2 separate regions of the Hordeum vulgare genome follow, and region 2 is linked to region 1. The links are chromatin contacts, called in public Hi-C maps. All regions are on one chromosome and are shown on one strand. The core of a region is the stretch at or near the end of the contact, and the rest is flanking DNA. Distances in the headings are between cores, read along the strand shown. Region 1 has its middle 210 kb from the start of LOC123452967. Region 2 has its middle 22 kb from the start of LOC123452967.

Region 1 (3,937 bases), core at 443-2,942:
CTTGCAGATACTAATCAAGCTTGTGGCAAGAATTTGGTACACCGTTTTGGAGCAGGTGCTGGTTAGAACGGGTAAGAGGAGGCGGCTAGATCCTTTGATCTAGTCTTCGGCAGAGAAGGCGGCGACCCGTGCACAAGAAGCTGGATGGAGTTCTCCAAACAGATCTGGGTGAAAACCTGCTTTTGTTAGATGCCAAGGCCGGCGATGGCGACACTCTACGGCGTCGTTTCCTTCTTGAAGGCATCGCCGAGGAGAAGTTCTAGACCACTATCTGCTACCTTCGGAGGAAACCCTAGATCGATAGATCAGAAGACGGCGGCGCGCTTGTGTCATCTCCCCCTTGGGGGCGTCATTCTTGAAGGTGTACGCGGACTCCGGGGACCAGTGGATGTTTTCTTCGGTGGACGGTGCTTGATCCTGCACATTCAAGGCGATGGATCTCGATGGCGTGGCGCCCTGGTGATTTGGCATCTGATGTGCGATGATGGACTCGCACAAGAGGGCAACGCTGTCTGGCATCATGGTGACGTCGACGGCTCCATCAAGGTGGATGCGTTAGTACAGTTCTGAAGATGGATTGGTGGCAGTTGGCGGCGTCGACCTCTGAGTGTGCGTCAGACCAGTGGGTGTCCCCATAACCAGCAATGGCTTGGTTGGGGCCTCAGGTTTTAGATGTTAGGTTTGGCTGCGAGACTATCAACATCCCTTCATCAACTGTATAGAAATAGCGACGTATGTTGCCTAGACGGTGGTTTCAGTCTTACTGATGTATTACTTTGTAAGGTGTTTTGTGAATAATTAAGAAAATAGCTGCATACATCGTTCAAATGCAGAGGTCAGGGGTCTTCCTACTTTTTCTTAAAAAAAAGAATTTGGACCACCACTACCCCATAGAAGAAAGTTCAGGTTAAACTCGGTGAGAGATCTCACTTCCTTTAATGATTGAGAAACCAACTTTTTGAGACCAGACTGGGTATTTGAATGACCAATTTTGAAGTTGTTGAACTTTGAATTAAGATGTTCTACCTCCAAAGCATGAGAGAAGGATCATATCGGCATATTCTGGTGTGAGCTTAATCTTGGATCCAATAAATTCAGCAACCATGGGAAATTCAGTGAGGGATGAAGATGCTTCCGACGAATAGCTGTGCGTAGGTTCAAAATTGAACCTCAATAAATCCGGAAGTTTGAATTTTAAGCGTGTCACCCCGAATATTTTTTCATGGCAACTTGAATTGACGCGAGGTGATAACTTTAGTGATAAAACATGTCAACTTTGTCCCAGTTTACTAACTTCGCCTAATTAATTCGTTGACCTCTTGCGAACTAAAGTTGTCATAAAAAATGTTTGAATTGTCATGCTCCGACTCAGCCCATTCCGACGATTTGGTCACTTCATTTTCGCTGTATAGGCCTAAATTATGAAGATAAACATAATGCGTTGAGGATTCAGAGTGGTTCATCCCCAGACGCAGCCCGGGCATCGACTAGCTACTGGCTTCTACTTCCCCTCAGATATGCCGCATCCTGAACCGAGACGAGACGCATGGACGGAAGGAAGCGAGCGTGGCAGGACGGAAGCGGCTTTCACGCACGCACGCACGGATCGGTGGCCCTTTCACTATCTGCACTGTACGCGGCTCGGTCTGTTAGGCTGTCGCGGTCGCGAAAGGGAGAGCGCATGCAAAAGTTGGCATCGCTGCGTGTCCTGTCGGAGACGGATGGATCGATCGAGAGCAATCATATCCTCCCCTATCACATGTGTTTGATCCACTTTTCGGGGAGGAAGGAGAAGGAGGAGATCGTCCACGATGCTTCCCCGAAGCAACCCGTTCATCATTCTCCCATGATCCATGCACGCGTGTTTGCATATGCATAGGATCCCTTTTTTGCAATCCCGTGGAGCCGGCTGGTCGCTGTTGATCTTGCTGCGGTTCGAGCACCTACAGTTGAGATTTGGAGCACGCACCCAACAGCACTGAGTGCTGGCACTTGTATCTGTTGATGAGATCTTTGTGCCCATGTTGCAAAAGCCGGCCGAAATTGTTCCCCTAATCATGGGACCATATGTGTGCTGCTTACCCAAAGTAGCTAACAAATTGCAGCTCCCATGCGAAGCTAGTATTACTACCCCAACCCCCACCCCCCCCACATTCTTTTTGAGAAGGACGTTAAACCCTCGGCTTCTCTATCACTATCATGCACACACACATCTCTATTCCTAATGGCAGTTGATAGCCTGATACCAATTTATTTTGGTATTTCGGTTTTATTTTTGTCACACCTTTTATCACCCCTTTCCATTGATTTTTTTGTTCACCGATTTATTTTCTCTTCATTCTTTTTTTCAAATTAATATTTTTCTAACGTACAAAAGATCACATATTTAACTTTTCTAACTGATCTATCTAATTAATGTAAAAAAAAAGAAAGTATCTCTTTCAAAATTGCATGTATCTGTTTTCGTAGAAAAAGAAGACAATCTTGCCACTCTTTTTTTCGAATCAACACTTTCCTAACGTATAAAAGATCACATATCAAACTTTCCTAACCCATCTCTTTGCTCTAATTAATGCAAAAGAAAGGAAAATATCTCTCGCACAATTGCATGTATATCTTTTTTCAGAAAAAGGAGAGAATTTCTATGTCCATTGTGTGTATCCCTTTCTTTATTTTCCTAATTATTATTGTTCAAAATTCTCAGTAATGTTGTGCCTCGGTTATCGTGCCAAGAATAATCTCTACTCCTAAAATCTGAACGCCTAGGTCGTCATTCATTTCGTTCATTCCCACTACCCACCGACCCCCCTCCCATCGATCTTCCCCTCCCACCAATCACCATTTTTTTCTATCCCACAAAATATCGACCGATGAACAGAAAACCTGGAAAAACCCTTACGTTGAAACCTAATGTACGTCCTCCCTCCCAATCTCCTCCCGCAGCCACCGCAAGCACCTTTCCTTCCCTCCTTCCTACCTCCACGCCTCCTCCCCTACCGTTGCTACTCCACTCTAGCCTTGATCCTCCACGCGTGCTGCTGGGCCACGCCGCCGTGTACCGGGTAATTCGGTTTCTATACGCTAGTCCCTCCGCCCCGGCTATCCGTCGCGTACGTGAGGGGCATCCATCTAAGGCATCAGTGTAGGTCGTGCAACTGGATATGCTATATCGTGGTGGCCATCGACAAGGGAAAGCCCGCGCCCGGGCGCTGGGATGTGGTTGTCGCATGGTGTGGCATGATCCAGACTCTGAAGCTGCACATATGCTTGGTGCAACACGGTTGGATCTCTATCTACACCCTTGCCGACCCGGCATCCACCAAGAACAAGGAAACGCAAGAGGTGAGGTAATCTTGTGAATACGATGAAGGTACTATCACGTACATGGTACACACGATTCAATGTTGAGCTCACTGCAGCTACATGCTCGTGCAACTATGGGTGTCAGGTGCGGGCTGAGGTGCTTGGTTGACACGTATAAAGACCATGGATTGTTCATCTTCATAGGTTAATTAATGAACTCTATTTTAAAGGTTTACTTCTTACATGGACAAGTAGGTGTCTGTCACACCCTCTGTTTTGCCTTACTTTTCTAAATTAACATAGCTTAAAAAATAGGACAAATTAAAAATTTTGTGAGTTCTTGTGATGCTTGATGTGGTTGTTGTTTGCTTGTTTTCTTGCTAGTGTTTAAATCACTAAAATTTCTACTACTCTTTAGACTCACTTCCTTGATCCAAATATTTTTCCCAATGACCATACCATGTGTATAGGACCTAAAACTATTTTTACCAACTATTATTTTGACCAAAAAGCATTTATTTAATTTAGCTTTTCAAAACCCTCTAAACTGAGGTTTGTAGTACAAGTCCTCAAATTAAGGAAGATATTCCCCCCCCCAAATATTTTATTTAAATCCTATTATCCAAAAGACTTC
Region 2 (3,937 bases), core at 952-3,451, 190 kb after region 1:
TACATTCATAGTTTGGGTCTTGTCCATCACATCATTCTCCTAATGATGTGATCCCATTATCAAATGACAACTTATGTCTATGGTCAGGAAACCTTGACATATTTGATCAACAAGCTTTTCCTTAGAGGCTCACTAGGGACAGTGTGTTGTCTATGTACCCACACATGTATTTGAGTTTTCAATCAATACAATTATAGCAAGGATAATAAACGATTATCATGGATAAAGAAATATAATAATAACTTGTTTATTATTGCCTCTAGGGCATATCTCCAACATGGGAGGGGTAACATATTTTTTCGTGGCTTGATTATCAAAAATGGCACACTTTAGACCATGTCATAAAAGCGATGATGATGCTAATGTTGTTGATTTGTTATTGTGTGAAATTATTTGCTTGCATGGTGTAGCAAATACAATTGTTTCGGATCGTGATACTAAATTTCTTAGCCACTTTTGAAGATGTTTATGGGCTAAGTTGGGGACTAAAGTGCTTTTTAGTACTAGTCACCCCCAAACTGGTGGACAAACTAAAGTACTCAATAGAAAATTGCCTTCTATGCTTAGGGTTGTTTTAAATATAATAGTAAATTGAAAATGTGGGAAGAATGTTTGCCTCATATTGAATTTTCTTACGATCCTTTAATGCATTCTACCACTATGATGTGCCCTTTTGAAATTGTTTATGGTTTCCTATCTTGGGCACCTATTGATTTGTTGCCTCTTCCATCTTCGAAGAAGGTTAAGTTTGATGCTAAACAACGTGTTGAATTGATCTTAAAAATGCATGAGTTAACTAACTAAAATATTGAGCATATGAGTGCTAAATACAAACTTACGGGAGATAAGGGTGGAAAACATGTCGTGTTTGCACATGGAGATCTTGTTTGGTTACACTTATGCAGAGATACGTTTCCTGATTTGCGCAAGTGAAAGCTAATACCAGGTGCTGATGGTACTCTTAAGGTGTTAGATAAAATAAATTATAATGCATACAAATGTTGAGTTGCCTGCAGATTTTGGGGTTAGTCTCACTTTTGACATTGTAGATTTGAAGCCTTATGTTGGGGATGAATATGAGCTTCCGTCCGACAGAAGACTTCAATTCAAGAAGGGAAGGATGATGAGGAAATGACTACCACAGTTACACCCACAATCCATGTTGCTACACATATTGAATCAATTACTAGATCTCGCACACGCGAGTGAAAATACCAGGTACTTTCGTTTCTTGATAATGATTCTAATGTTCATGGGAATATGACGTTGCGTAAATGGATACATTTGTTTTGCTTACGAACGAAGGGTCTAGCATGGACAAGGAGGGTGAACATTGGAGTGTGATCAAGCGTGGGGATGAAGGCGCGCGAAAAGGGAACCAGAACGGAGTTTTCAGTGGAGTTTTCAACACTTTAAAGCCACTATGATGACATACAAAAACATGAATGAAACATACAAGATGACCTTTTTAAAAAAAAATCCATAGTTTCTTTGTTTCTTTTAGGTGTTGCGCCACCTATTTTTGGTTCATGTCCATGTAATTTCTAAATACACTTAATAAGTTGTTTTCACAGTCTATATTAATAGAGAAGACAAAGTTAGGACAGAATTTAGTCCCACCTTGTCAAGGGTGGACGAAATTCCCCTCTGCCCTTGGGATTATTTAGAGTTGGATTTTGTTTAGATTAAAGTTTATCATAGTTACAACTCGTGTTCTTTGTTTGTGTTCAACGACCAGATCAAGACTAGATCATAGAACCCTACTTTCTACTTTGATTGGTGAAGTTTTCCTCTTCGCGATATTCAGATTACAAATTTAGTTTCTTACTTGTTCTTTATTTATGTGCACGAAATAGACCCACGTGATCAAATTGATCGTGTTCCGGCGTGATTGGTAACCTCTCTAAATTGATTTAGCGACTGATAATGCGCAATGATCTGCACATTTATAGTCAGGTCGTTAAAGGTGACTTCCATAAAAAATGATAGCTACCTCTCATCCAAACATCCGGACACGTTACCCTCTATCAGCGCCCATGACCTTTGCTCTGGCAGGCATACATGTATTCTACTCGGGTGCCCAAATCAACAGCACATGCTTGCCTAGTCAGAGTTGAGAAGCACACCGTTCTCCGGCCTCATGCGCTCCACCGCTCGCTGTGTCCGCAACGCCTTCTACGTCCTTGACCTCGCCACATCGGCATGTATGTTGTGTGTGGCACACATCGGCTTAAGAGCGTGGTAGCTGGCTGCTCGGTCGCCGGTGGTGGTGCGAGGCACGCATAGTGTCTCACTGTCGTAACGACCAACATAGCGGTGCATCATAACGGGGTTGACTTTTTGCCATGTGGGCCTTGATGGTAGATCTTGTATTCCCTCATTTCTGGTTTATATGGCTTATCTTAAAAAATAATTCATTATATTGATTCATTTTGAATCTAGTTGAGTTAAAATGCTTTGAGTCTCACAATATATTTAATTCATAAAAATAAAAAAAAATAGTGGCTATGCATGCAGTTTTTTCTACGTACATCACGTAAGTCCAATGAAAAAAAGGATATTACATTTATTGTTTTGAGAATTAAATATGTGAAAAATATTTTATTGGTTAGTTAGAACTAGTGTCATTCACTAATAATTTATCTTGATTAATGATATTTCATATTTGAGCCCTATAAACCAAATAAGGAGGGAGTATGTCCTAATCACCCTTAGTTTGAGCTCAAGCAGTCTTCAACTTAAATCTATAGTTTGTAGCCAAAAGTTAGAACCAACTTGGTACTTCTATGGGTAGAAAAAATTAAATGATGACCATTTCTTCGGTACCCTATACTGCTAGGCATGACCTCAGCGGTATAATAAAATCCCACCATTGATTTACTTGGGTTAGTATAGGCATTTCTACTTCTAAAAAATTAACATGAAAGGGTTTTGAGAACATGAATGGCTAAAGGTCATTGTTACTCGGACAAAATGTCAGCCCATAGGGGCTCAAAAATAAATTTGGGGCTCAAAAAAATGTCAGCCCATTTCGTAGATAAGTCGTGAAATTTGGAATTCACCTCCGAGAGGCGGTTGTTGTTGCTGCCGCGTACTTGAACTCGCTGAAACCACCGTCACGACCTAGCCAACCTTGCTGTCGCGTGACCATTGCCCTTGTTTCCCGGCATGCTCTCCTTGTTCCTCGCTTGCCACCGCCGCATTCGAACTAGGTGGTCACGGTCTCATCGACCATGGCGCCCCATCCATGCACGTCCGAAGAAGGAGAAGCACCTAGGCGGCCGTCGGAACACTAGTCGACATGCGCTACCACTGTATGGAAAAGGAACTTGATCTTTAGAACGATACGCCAAGCAGGCTAAAACATTTCTTCTCCCTAAAACACCCTCACAACATGTATATTGTTCCACAGAAAGCGGCTGGTACAAACAGTACTATTAGGGATGTTGTTGACCCAACTTCGGCAGTATAGACCAATCACCACCATCGAATTTTGAGAATGAACCGCCCATATTCATCACAGCACATCATAAAAGAACTCAAAGTGATAGTCTAGTAAGTCACAAACCTATAAAGTGATACCACGGTTATTACACTAACCTGTAGGGGTGGAAACAGATTCATACAAGAACTAATAAAACCACATAACTAGCCCTACAACTCGATTGTTGTAACAAATTCATACAAACCAGCCCGAACTGACCATGTGGCGTGCCAAGTGCAGGGTGTCGGGTGACAGAATCACGCATTTGCAGAAACCCCTTGTGTTTGACGAAATCACGCATTTACATGTAGGGATGCCCGTACATAACATTTGCACAAAACCCCCTATCGACGCCTCCGAGGCAAACCTTTCAAAAACCTTCTCCTTTCGTGTTGGTCTTCACCTCGACGTTGTCAAGGCGAACCATGGTGATGCGGTCGTGGCCGATGAGTG

What was found. A called contact is a pair of places that touch in the nucleus more often than the background predicts.
Region 2: a Hi-C map of leaf shows a contact between it and region 1, with 7 times the contacts expected there. The contact joins two enhancer-like sites. A contact is called at or near these places in 3 of 6 Hi-C or Micro-C datasets (leaf and seedling).

What each region holds. Positions count from the first base shown.
Region 1 is chr5H:296,196,054-296,199,990 of MorexV3_pseudomolecules_assembly, forward strand. No RefSeq gene overlaps it. Among protein-coding and RNA genes, the nearest start is that of LOC123452967, 210 kb to the right of the region's middle. Within about 2 kb of position 1,693, at least 3 of the 3 cell types and tissues checked have open chromatin away from gene starts, as enhancers often do. A contact at or near this core is called in leaf, where this site is marked.
Region 2 is chr5H:296,387,475-296,391,411 of MorexV3_pseudomolecules_assembly, forward strand. No RefSeq gene overlaps it. Among protein-coding and RNA genes, the nearest start is that of LOC123452967, 22 kb to the right of the region's middle. Within about 2 kb of position 2,202, at least 1 of the 3 cell types and tissues checked has open chromatin away from gene starts, as enhancers often do. A contact at or near this core is called in leaf, where this site is marked.